2 separate regions of the Rattus norvegicus genome follow, and region 1 is linked to region 2. A link is a contact called in public Hi-C data. All regions are on one chromosome and are shown on one strand. The core of a region is the stretch at or near the end of the contact, and the rest is flanking DNA. Distances in the headings are between cores, read along the strand shown.

Evidence for each region. A called contact is a pair of places that touch in the nucleus more often than the background predicts.
Region 1: a Hi-C map of the Rat2 cell line shows a contact between it and region 2, with 2.2 times the contacts expected there. The contact joins the enhancer-like site here to the promoter of Phf19 in region 2.

The regions. Positions count from the first base shown.
Region 1 is chr3:38,662,894-38,668,477 of GRCr8, forward strand. It overlaps C5 (complement C5), which reads right to left. Exons shown (of 41, transcript NM_053020.1): 41 at 5,281-5,584. Among named protein-coding and RNA genes, the nearest start is that of Traf1, 30 kb to the left of the region's middle. Within about 2 kb of position 4,173, at least 15 of the 93 cell types and tissues checked have an H3K27ac peak or open chromatin away from gene starts, as enhancers often do.
Region 2 is chr3:38,591,020-38,596,701 of GRCr8, forward strand. Phf19 (PHD finger protein 19) reads right to left here and starts at 2,835. Exons shown (of 15, transcript NM_001106570.1): 1 at 2,791-2,835; 2 at 401-586. The coding sequence starts at 580. It also overlaps the pseudogene Rnu6-1256.

The DNA of each region.
Region 1 (5,584 bases), core at 2,923-5,422, 73 kb after region 2:
TTACCAAGTCACGTGTGCACCGGTTACCTTTTTACTGCTGTGAAACCTTACCTGACAAGTCACACAAGGAAGGGAGGTAGCATGATTCATGCGTGATGGTGCGGTCCCCAACAGTGAAGGAGACACGGCAGGAGCGTGAGGCAGCTGGTCCACAGCACCGGATGAATGGATGCTTGGTTCACCTACCCCTTTATTCAGTTCAGAACCCTGTCCTATGGGACGGTCCCACCTACACTCAGGGTGAGTCTTCCCTCCTCAGTGATCCCAATAAAGGAGATCCCACTAGGCATGTCCAAAGTGGTGCAGGTGATTCCACATGTCCGTCAAGTTGACTAGCAATGCTAACCCAAACTCTGACCGTGCCTATCATTTTGTAAGTTATCTGTGCTCTCATTCAAGTCTTACCAAAAAAAAAAAAAAAAAAAATCCTCCGACTTGGGAGTTACTAGCTCTTCTAGTTGTCAGATGTGAGGCCTGAGACCTCAGGAGGTAAAATGTCCTTTATTCTTCTTCTGCCTCACAGGTACAAAGACGCTGGGCCATCGCCAAGGCCTACTTCCTCCTGCCCGTGCAATATTCCTGGAACGTGGTATCTGGACTGCGCTTGGTTATCCCGGGTACTGGAAGCTCAGTTCTTCCTAGAGAGTTCTGTGTTATCTTTGAACATGGCCAGAAGGACATACTTTTCCCCAGGGAGGATTTGATTGCTTCAAACCTTCTGCTTATCTTTGTGGTAGAAAGAATGGTGGGTCCAGTCAGAGGCCTCGGACTTGTGTCCTGACCCGGTGAATATTTTATTCGTTTTGTTTAATTGTGTGTGCTCGTGTGCCTGCATGGCGTTGCATATGTACACGTGAGCATCTGTGTGCGGAAACCACAAGACATGGTTTCTCACTGGCCTGAAACTCACCAACTTGCCTGGGCTGATGACTACACTTTGAGCCCTCCACAATCTACCTGTTTAGACACCATTGTGATTATAAGCATGCGCTATGTTGGCATTCCTCCTGGACTCCACCCAACCATTACCTGGCAATAGCCAGGTAGGCCTGGCTTGTTATAAAAAGGGCTGTTTAGTCCTCTCTCTCTCTCTCTCTCCCTAGTCCCTTTTTAACCTCTCTTCCTCCTCTCCCCATGTGTTCCTGGCTGACCTCCTCCTCCTCTTCCTCTTCATCTTTCTCTTCCTCCTCCTCTTCCTCACCCCCTCTCCTTCCTTCTCAACTCCCCCTCCAAGCTCCTAAATAAACTCTATTCTATACCTCAGTGAGGAGGCAATGCCTTAGCATGGGCCCACTGCTCATCGTACTATGCTCTGTAAAACATATTCTGGTCTTTTTATAAAACACAGTGCACTAGCTAGGCTGGTTTTAATGTGTGTTTAGAGGATCAGATTCAGGCTCTCGGGCGTGCAAGCCAAGAATATTATCAGTTCAGTCATCTCTCTAGTCCTGTAAAGGTGCATCTCGGTTTCCCCATCAAAGTGAAAGATCATGTCACTGGAAATAGATTCTCGTCACACTCACTCTATAGAACCAGTCTCAGGTGTAGGAAAAAGTCCATAGAAACTTAACCCAGTCTTGTGTCTTTAGGGACCTTCCGATTCAGCTACTAAATAGTCAGCTCTTGAGACAGGGGTTTTCACTTCTGTGAGGCCTCTGCACGGCCTTTCAGGGGCACCTCTGAAACTGTGTGTGAGAGAGGAGAGCGGCCCTTGACGTTGGCGTTGGCCTTGGTGTCTGTAGGAGCTGGCCTGGTGTGTGAGGTCAGGCTACAGTGTTCCTTGTAATATTGTGTCACAGAATGCCAAGGCCAGACAAAAAGCATCAAGAAAAAAAAAAGAAAGAGTACCTCTGCCATCATGTTTGATCAGAGAATAAAAAAGAACATTGCCTAAACCACAAGACTACCACATTCCCCTTTTCTGGCTCATTGAGACCCAAAGGCATCCTTTTTTTTTTTTTAAATTAGAAGAGTGTCAAGATACCCACTGTAGGATTGCTCCTGTATTCAGCCTAGAGAGAAGCTCTGCTTTCTTGAATCATCCCCCACCACAGCCCAAATCCCATAAGTCTTTGCTAATGTGTCCCCATGCTGCGTTCTTCCTCAGCAAAGTCAATAGATTCTACCCAACGACAATCGTTCCCCGTTAAACTGACTGCATGGTGTATAGCTTTAGACTCTGAACGTGGCTAGACACGTCCCAGAACCCAGGCTGACCAGTCCCTCTTTAAATTCATGTTGAGGAACTCCAGTGGACCCCTCCCACTGAGAGTGCCTTATCCACCCTCAGTCTGTTCAGTTTCTCTCTTTCTAGACAATTGCATCCCTCCCGTGCCTCAGTTGGCTTTTTCCACCCGGAGTCTCCTTGATCTGTCTGCTGGTTTCTGAGAGGTGAGCTTTCTTAAGCACAATAGCTCACCGATTAGCTTCTGCTTTTCAGACTCTGCCTCCTGCTGATCGACATGGTCAAGGAGGGATATACCACTGCCCAAGGGTCAAATCCACATCCTCCCTAAGTGCTGTCCCCAGCTGGGTTTGCACTACAGAGGCCACGTGACCTGAGTTGCCTGTTTACAGAAGCTTGAGTCCAGGCCGAGGCAAAGATGATCAAGTAATATGTTTGTTCCTTCTGTTCCTCTTCCTCTTCTTCCTTTTCCTCCTCCTCCTTCTTCTTCAACATGGTCTGAGAGTCACCAAACAAGGATGGTTTGGCCAGAGAGCTCTGTTAACCCACCTGTCCCCACTTGTGGGGTTACAAGTGTATGCCCCGACTCCCAGGTCTGCACAGAGTCTGGGAATTAAGTTCTCCTGACTTTGCCATCTGCCCAACCTATGGTGAACTTCTTAAATCTCAACTATTTTATGTGTCAAGTTGGTTTTTCCTTAAGAAAAAAAATCTAGACTTTTACTTAACACTTTTCCTAAGAGTTACTTTTGGACACATTTGCGGTAAAAGAAGATTTTAAACCAGAACTTGGATGAGCTGCTTCTGTGTTGCCCAGCGTAATGATATCATTGAGTTCTTCTATGGAAACCACTGATAGTCTGGCTAACCTCTGGAGTGACTTGCTTATGTGTCTGCCCTCTGCTTTGAAGACCCTTGTGCCTCTTCACCTCCCTAGGTCCCCACATCCTTCTCTCAGAAGCTATGGACAGCACACACCTTCAGCTCTCTGAAGCACACACCCCAGGGCTGCGTGCATGCATGCATGCATGCCTTTGGTTTTGTTTCCTGTTTCTCATCATGAGATTGTTAGGTAATTTTAGCTCTATAGAGAGAAGCATCCAGGCCCCTTGTTTTTTAGTCTGTCAGAGAGATTAAACCAGTTAGGGGCAAAGCTGAGCCTAGAACTTGGATCTTCACATTCTTCAACATGTATCTGCAGGATAGCCCACAAGCAAGAGCTTCCCGGATCCTGTCAAGTTCTTGGCATTGTGCCAGATACTCGAATTAAGGCAAAGAGAATGCTCGACCTTGCCTACTGGGAGCCATTTTGCCACTTTTCTGAAGCAGAGGAGGGGGAGAGAGAGAGAGAGAGAGAGAGAGGGAGAGAGAGACAGAGAGAGAGAGACAGACAGAGACAGAGGAGAGAGAGAGGGAGAGAGAGACAGAGAGAGAGAGACAGACAGAGACAGAGACAGAGACAGAGACAGAGACAGAGACAGAGACAGAGAGACAAGGCAGGTCGGGGCCTGCTGGCAGATTCCCCTGCCTGCTGAGACATGGAATTCTAAGAGGGGCGAACCTGAAACTCAATGCTAGGGGCTGAAGATTCTATTGACCTTGGTGGAAAGAGGCCTTTGGGATGGGAAGGAATATCTTGCGCACATGTAAGCAAATTGTTTCTGTTAGCTTGTGGCTTTGTTTCCCATGATGCTGTGGGCTATGTGGAGTCTGAGAGAATTCAACCGCAGTACTGACTGGACAGCCCTCCCGATTTCTAACCTTTGTGTGTCTGAGTCTTCCTTTCTGTCTTTCTTATAATCATCCTCACTCCCCACTCAGAGGACTGTTCCGGCCAGACAGGTACACTTGCCGATGTGGAGCTCATGATGGATTCAGGGAGGCACATGCTACACAATTCTATATGATTAAGTCACGGCAGGGGTGCAGGAGCCTTGGAGGAGGAGAAGGGCAGGCTGAGTCAGGATTTGGCTGAGTCTGGAGTGACTAAAGGAGGCGTGCTCAGAAGGGGCCGGGGTAGAAGAGGAGCAGCTCACACGCTATCAACAGTTCAGCTGCATTGGTGGCTTCATCTGGTGACTGTGGTCTGATCTATCTGCCACCACACTTGGGGACAGAAGCCTAACGGCCTGGAGGTCTGTGCTGAGGAAGCAGGGCCTTCCTACCCTCAGCGAGAAGAGGCAGGAGCCAGGAGAAAGCTGGTTTAGCTAAGCCCTTCCACTCTTGCTTGGCATCGTGGTCCTATGCTGTGCAGTGTGGGCTGGGACACCCAAAGCTCCTGGAAGTAGAAAATCCTCTGCCAATAAGGAGACGTGCTATGAAACCCCGCCAGCCTCACAGACGGGGCGGTGAAAGGCAGATTCCTTTTGTCCTTGTTACCCAGTCGGCTGACCTAGTTACACATTTCTTATGTTAATTCAGTGGAACTAGTTAGCCTATGCTTAAGAATCTCTGGTTACATTTGCTTTCATCTTTGAAAATCAAGCCGTGTGAGCAGTGGGCTGTGTGGGAGTGTGGACCCGGGATACCCTGGGGTTTAGATCTGTTTATGCCTCTCAGGGAGGCTGGGGAATTGCTTTATGTTTTGGAGCCTCCACTTTGGCAACTCTAAAATGGTGCTTATAAGCATCCTGTATTTTGTGAGACTCTCAAGCCGCTGGATGGGGATATCTATGCGAACTCCTGAGACCTAAAGTGCTACACACAATGTCACTCGAAATCTAACCCCTGTATAAGTCATTTGTATACAGCACAGACTGAGGATCCAAGAGAGAGTAGGTCTGGGCCAGAATGACAGTCTCGTGAGTCTTGGTTTCCTTTCACCGGGCTTTTGCACTGGGGTCTGCCTTCTGGTAGAGCAATTACTGGCAGGAGTAAGTTCCAGGGGAAATGGATACTGAGAGGAAGAGGCAGCTGGGAGAGCAGAAAGCTTTTCTATCAGGGACACAAAGAAAGCAGGAGCAGGGAACAACTCCCCTGCCTGCTCAGGAGGTCAGGGCCTTCCAGGGTCCAGGGACCTCTACTGACAGCTCCCTCTCAACCCTCGGGTGTGCCTGAAGCTGAACGAGCATAAAATAACACCATTTTCAATACAGTTGAGTGCAAAGTCAAGCTTTTATGGCATTTTCTGTCCTTGGTATTTTTTTTTTCAAGCAAGACCATGTTTTCCTAAGGGGCTACAATTTCAGTGAGTCTCTTCTTCCGGCCCCAACAAACACCCCTGGCTGCTAACGTTACAGACTTGTTCCAGCTTATTGGTGCTGATGTCCAATAGCCTTGGGGGACCTGCCTTCGGCTCTCCACAAGGCTATTTTGTTTCACAAAGTAACTCTTCAACTTACGCTTTACTATAAAGAAAATGTATCCGATTCTAGGCTAAGTTTCCAAGCGATCCTGGCT
Region 2 (5,682 bases), core at 1,585-4,084:
AGAAATGTGGAGGAGCAGCAGGGGGGAGCAGCAGGAGGGAGCAGCAGGGGGGAGCTGGGTCTCAGTCTTCCTCTGTCTCTCTTGGCCTTGTGCTTCAGAAGACAGGCCAGAAGGAGAGCTGTGTTTCCCACCTCAGAGTATGGCCTTTAGGAACAAGGGGACGACTTAATGGGGATGCTTTTAAGGATCGAAGAGCAGGTCAGAGAGTCATCCATGCCCTGCCCAGTCTGGTGCTTGCTTAAGTTCTTTGAAGAACCTGCTGGGCCACATTGTGCCTGAGGACTTGGAGCCTGCAAAGCCAAGCTCTGGTCCCTTCCACTTTCAGCTTTAGGCATGAGGGGTAAAAGGAGATGAGCAGAAAAACACAGGAGCCTGGGCCCAAGGACCAGAGCAGACTTACCCGCTTGATCTTGCCAAGGTAGTATAGCCCGTCAGTCCACCGGCATAGCACAAACTGTCCCTCTGTCACCTTAGACATCAAGTCTTTGAAGTTCTTTTTGGTCTTAGACGGGGCCCCCTTGTTAGGGCTGGTGGCACCAAAGGCTTCCTGAGTCCCTGGTTCCAGAGCTTGCGTCTCCATCAGCTTCTGCTGACACCGGAGGAGAAAGAGCAATATTTATCTTGCTTCCTGCTCCTGAAATCCAGTAAGGCTCTCAAACACGTTTATTGACAGTACAACTCTGGGAGGGAGACATTATTATCTCATTCTACGGATAGGGAAACAGGAGATACAAGAAGAAGTGGCTGGTGACCCAGAGGCGCAGCCATGGCTCACAGGGAGTCAAGGAGGCTCTATACCATACCATGCTGCTAAGAGAGTGTATCTTCCCGCCATACCTGGCGCAAAGGACCCAGGGATCTGAACCCCACCTCATGTCCAGGAGGCTGAAGCTTTGTCCCATATGTGTGCTCAGTTCCAAGGAAGCAAGCACTTAAAATGTTATGTTTCCCCTAAAACATCTTCAGAGAAAAGCCCACCTAGCAATGAAAATTCTTGAGGTGGCATGGGAACCGCATAACATAGCCATGCGCCCCCCCCCCCTTTTGAAATTCCCCTTTCTGTTCTCGATTAACCGATAACTTCATGGGAACCAGTTTGGGGCATTTAAACCTGCCCATGCTTTTATCCACATACACATTGGCTCAAAGCAGCTAAGCCATTGCCATACCAGTCTAACACATCTGGCTCTCTACATCTCATTAAAGTGCTGCCTTTTGCTTCTCTGTTCCTGATAGAGGTATCACCGTGGTGGTGGTCACTTCTCCAACCAGTGCACTGCCACAGCGGGCTTTTTGGACAGTGGCCTGAGAAACTCCGAATCTCCACCCTAGAGTGGTTGGAGCATCCTGCCCTATTTCCCATCATGTCCTGCTTCCAACTCTTGTCTCATTTTTCCTCATCAGCTATTTCATTCACCTTTTCCAAGCCTATTTTCCTGAGCCTGTTGCTTGCTACTGCCTGGTACCTGGAACGGGGAGCCTCAGGGCACCCAGCTTCTCTATCTGAACCTTCCAGAAGGTTTGTGGCTTCCCAAACCTTCGCTGGTGGTCAGTTATTGCTTTCTCCCCTCCGTGGTCGTATTCCTCCACACATACTCTCCTAAGATCAAATACAGTTTCCTTATGTTGTAGTGTAAGGGGATGGTGGGGGGCGCTCCTGTTCAGGGTTCCTCCCTCTGCCTAAGGTGTTGGGCACCTGGTGCCCTGCCAGCCCACAAGAAGACAGCTCCGGGTGTGTTTTCATGTGAGTGCCTCTTCAGAGACTGTAGGATAGTCTATGGCAGTGTGCCAGTCCTATACGTAAAACTAAATACACGTGGGCATGTGAGGGGCCTGGGGCGGTGGGGCATAGTCAGGATCTAGGGTCTTCAAATGATGGGAATCAACCTCCTTCTGCCTTCTCCTTCCTATCTTTTACTCCAGGGCAGAGGAACAAGCACCAGGTAAGGGCTGTAGTCAGAACTTTTTTGCCATCTCCCTGGCACTTGGCTCTTTGGGAGCTGGGAGATCCCCGCATGCTGGGTCTGGAGTGTGGCCGGCCTCGGCAGGTTCACAAACTGACATTTCCTCCCCCACTGAGATTTTGGGGGCAGGCCGGGTCGCTGCGCCCCCGAGGCCGTGCTGGGCCCCCGGGTGGTGGCCCCCCCATCTCGCCTCCATCCTCCTGGAGAGGGCCCCCGCGGGCTGTGATTGGCTGATTCAAACCCATCGGCACAGAAGTGCTTGTTTGCGGGTTCCCGTCGGCGTCCAGTTCAAATCCGCGGCACTGGGCGCGCGGGGCCGGGCGGGGGCAGGAAGCGCGGATGATTCATGCGCCGAGGCCTCTCCAGGGCGGCCGTTGGCTTTTTAAAAGGGTGTTCAGGGGAGAGGATAGCTTGCAAAAAGTGTCCCCTTCAGCTACAGGCACTCCTTTCCTCAGTTGCTCTAACTGCAAACTTTCCCCGCTCCCAGCCTATCGTAGCCTGACTTTGGACGTGAGCAAAATCCCAAATGCCCTGCCTATCCTCCCCTCCATAGCTTCAAATGGAAAAGAAAAGACACGCGGCCACAAACGGAGACCTGTCACCCACATCCTGCCCAGCGCTGGGGATGTGGCTGGGACTCCCGCTGCCCTGAGGGTACCGCTCGGGCTCCATCTCCGTTCCCATCCTACAAGCGCGCAGCTCCTCAGAACTCCAGCCCCCGCCCGGGGATCGTAGGGCTCAATCTAGGTTTCTGGGAGAGGGATCGTGTGCAGGATTGAAGCGTGAAACGCGGACACTCCCGGGGCGCCCGCAGCGCGGGACTTACCGCGAGGCAGCGCGTCAGCCGGTCCCACTTGGAGTCTGGCCACCAAGCACATCGGTGGCGGTGGTGCGCTCGGCCCAGGACTGCCCGGCCGAGTGTCCGCCCCTGGGGCCGGGGTAGGGGTCTCGGCGGGGGCGGGGCGGGGCGGGGGCGCCGCGGGGAGGAGGGGACGCAGGGAGGGAGGGGCCGGTGCGCTCAGGAAGGGGCCCCCCGGGCGCGGGGCGCCATCTTTTTCGCGTTTTCCCGCGAATTATTGACGTCCCCGCTTATGTAATTAGCAGGGGCCGCACCGGCTTTGCCATTGGAGCCCGCGGCCGGCGGGGCCCCGCAGCGCCTCCCGGGGCCGCCCCCGCGCAGCGAGCAGAGCGGGCACACGCGGAAACACAGCTGCACAGACCCACGGCTGGGCAGGCGTACACACACCACACGCGCACAGCTACTACACCCAGACCTTTCAGGACCCGGGTAGGTCTCCCAACACCTTGATCTTACAGCACGGACACTCCACGTCACTCCCCGGAGACCAGGGCAAGCCTAAGAGAATCGGACACAGGACACGCACACATATGTGTGCCATAAGTCACAACACTCAAAATGACTCTGCCTTCAGCATAGACTCCCGCGAAACCGCGTGCACGGCACACACAAGTCAGCAGCATAGAGCTCCGACACAGTGACCACAAGACCCACTCGAGTATGCCAGTCACGCACTGTAGAGATAACAGTGTAAGAGAAATAGTCACGTAGACCGTGGGCACAAACACGACAAATACGTAAAGGGCAGACCTAAGACAGATCTTGTGGATATGGCTCCAGTCAGATAAGATCTCCCTCCCTCCAGGAGAAAAGACAGAGTGTCCTCAACCAGACTCACTCTTGGCGCCAGGGCTGGAGATAACACTGGTAACACCCACTACCCGCATCTCTGCTTTCGGTCTGGACTGCCCACTGCACCTGCTAGCAAGGCCCCCTGCAGGCACACCCTGCTGGAATGCTTGCATTCTTGGTGTGGTTGTGTACTGCTTTTCCTTCCCAGAGCCTTCCCTGTTCATTTTCCAGGGGCCACACTGGTCCTCTGCTTCCTGCGTGGTGGGCAGTCTGACCTGCAGCGCCTGCCTGCCTTCCACCTTCTTCCCCCCGCCCCCCAGCTTGAGATATAGGAATCCTCTTTCACATGTCCACATCCCCCCTTTCCCCTGGGTCTTCCTGCTTCTCTGGTCTTCCTGGGGATTTGACCCACAGCAGAATCTGGTTAATTTGAGCATCTGTCTCCCTTGGCTGAGCCTGGAAAGGAAGTTGGTAGCAGCCCCACCAGACAGGATCTTCCAGCCTAGGAAGGCATAGCTACACATTGCCTTCTGCAGAGATAACACCTCTGTCCAGGAAGCTCTGTCACGAGCCCGAGGCTGCCCAGAGGCACCTTTAGGATTCCAGAGGCAGAGACAACAGAGCAAGCCTGTCTCTGTAGCTCATGGGCTGGCGCCACCTATTCTTGGATGTGAGACTCTGCGTCACTTGTTGTCCAGCTGTTGGGATGGTTAGAGGCGCTGTATACTAAGTCCTTGTCACCCCATAGGTGGGCAGAAGGTAAATAGTGAACTTTGTCCCATCTGTATCCATCCACCGTTCTCTCGTGTAGGGCTACAACTGGCTTAGAGCACACAGGCAAGTAAGGGAATTGGGGCCTGCAGTCCGGTGAGGAAGCCAGTACGGGGGAAACACATTAATGTGAACAAAGACCTTTGGCATATAATTTGGGAACTGTTGCTCTGAGGCCAGTTCTGCTTCTGAGCAGAGGGACTGTGGGTAAGCTAGTCAGCCCCACCCCCCAAGGTTTATTTATATACCCCATTCTATCTGTTCCAAAGCAGTGGCAACACTACTCTGCCCCACGGGGCCATCGCCTAGATAAAGTTAACATAGGCCAAGAAGGAGCAGGTGCTTCAGTAAACTCCAAAGCGGTGTATGAAATGAGAAGCTGTTGACACACTAAAGACAGGAGACTGTAATGTCACAAGAAACGTGGTGTCGTTCACAGTGGTTTACAAGCTAAGTTCCAAGGAGGAATTGGCATTTGGACAGGATGCAGAAACAGAGAGGCATGGATTTCAGGGGGAGGGAATTGAATGGACTGCCCCTCCCCCCCAAAAAAATTCCAGGTTAAAACAATAAGAAGTGCTAGCCAGGAGTGGTAGCATAGGCCTTTAATCTACTTGGGAGGCAGAGCAAGGTGGATTTCTGAGTTTGAGGCCACCCTGGTCTATAGAGGGAATTCCAGAACAGCCAGAGAAACCATGTCTTGAAAAACCAATAGACTAATAAAAAAAATGATCAGAGCTTGATTAGGCAACATATATACTAAAATTTGAATGATGCAGAGAAACTTAGCATGGCCCTGTTCAAGGATGACTTGCAGATTCATGAGCATCCCGTGTTTCCCGCATGTCTTAGGGAAATTGCTGTGAAGAGACACCTTGACCAAGGCAACTCATAAAGGACAACATTTAACTGGGGCTGGCTTATGGTTCAGAGATTCAGTTCACTATCATCAAGGTGGGAGCACGGCAGCATCCAGGAAGATATGGGCTGGAGGAGCCAAAGCCTCTCCTGTCCTTCAAAGGCAGACAGGAGAAGATTGTCTTCAAGCAGCTAGGAAGAGGGTCTCAAAGCCCACTTCCAACAAGGCCACACCTCCTAATAGTGCCTCTCCCTGGGCCAAGCATATTTAAACCACCAAATTCCACTCCCTGGCCCCCATAGGCTTGTTGAAACACATGAGTCTATGGGGACCATAGCATAATGCTAAAACATATAGTCCAACTTCAAAAGTTCCCAGAGTCTCTAACAGTCTCGATGTCTCTTCTGATGTTCATCCAGTCACTAAACTGTAATCAC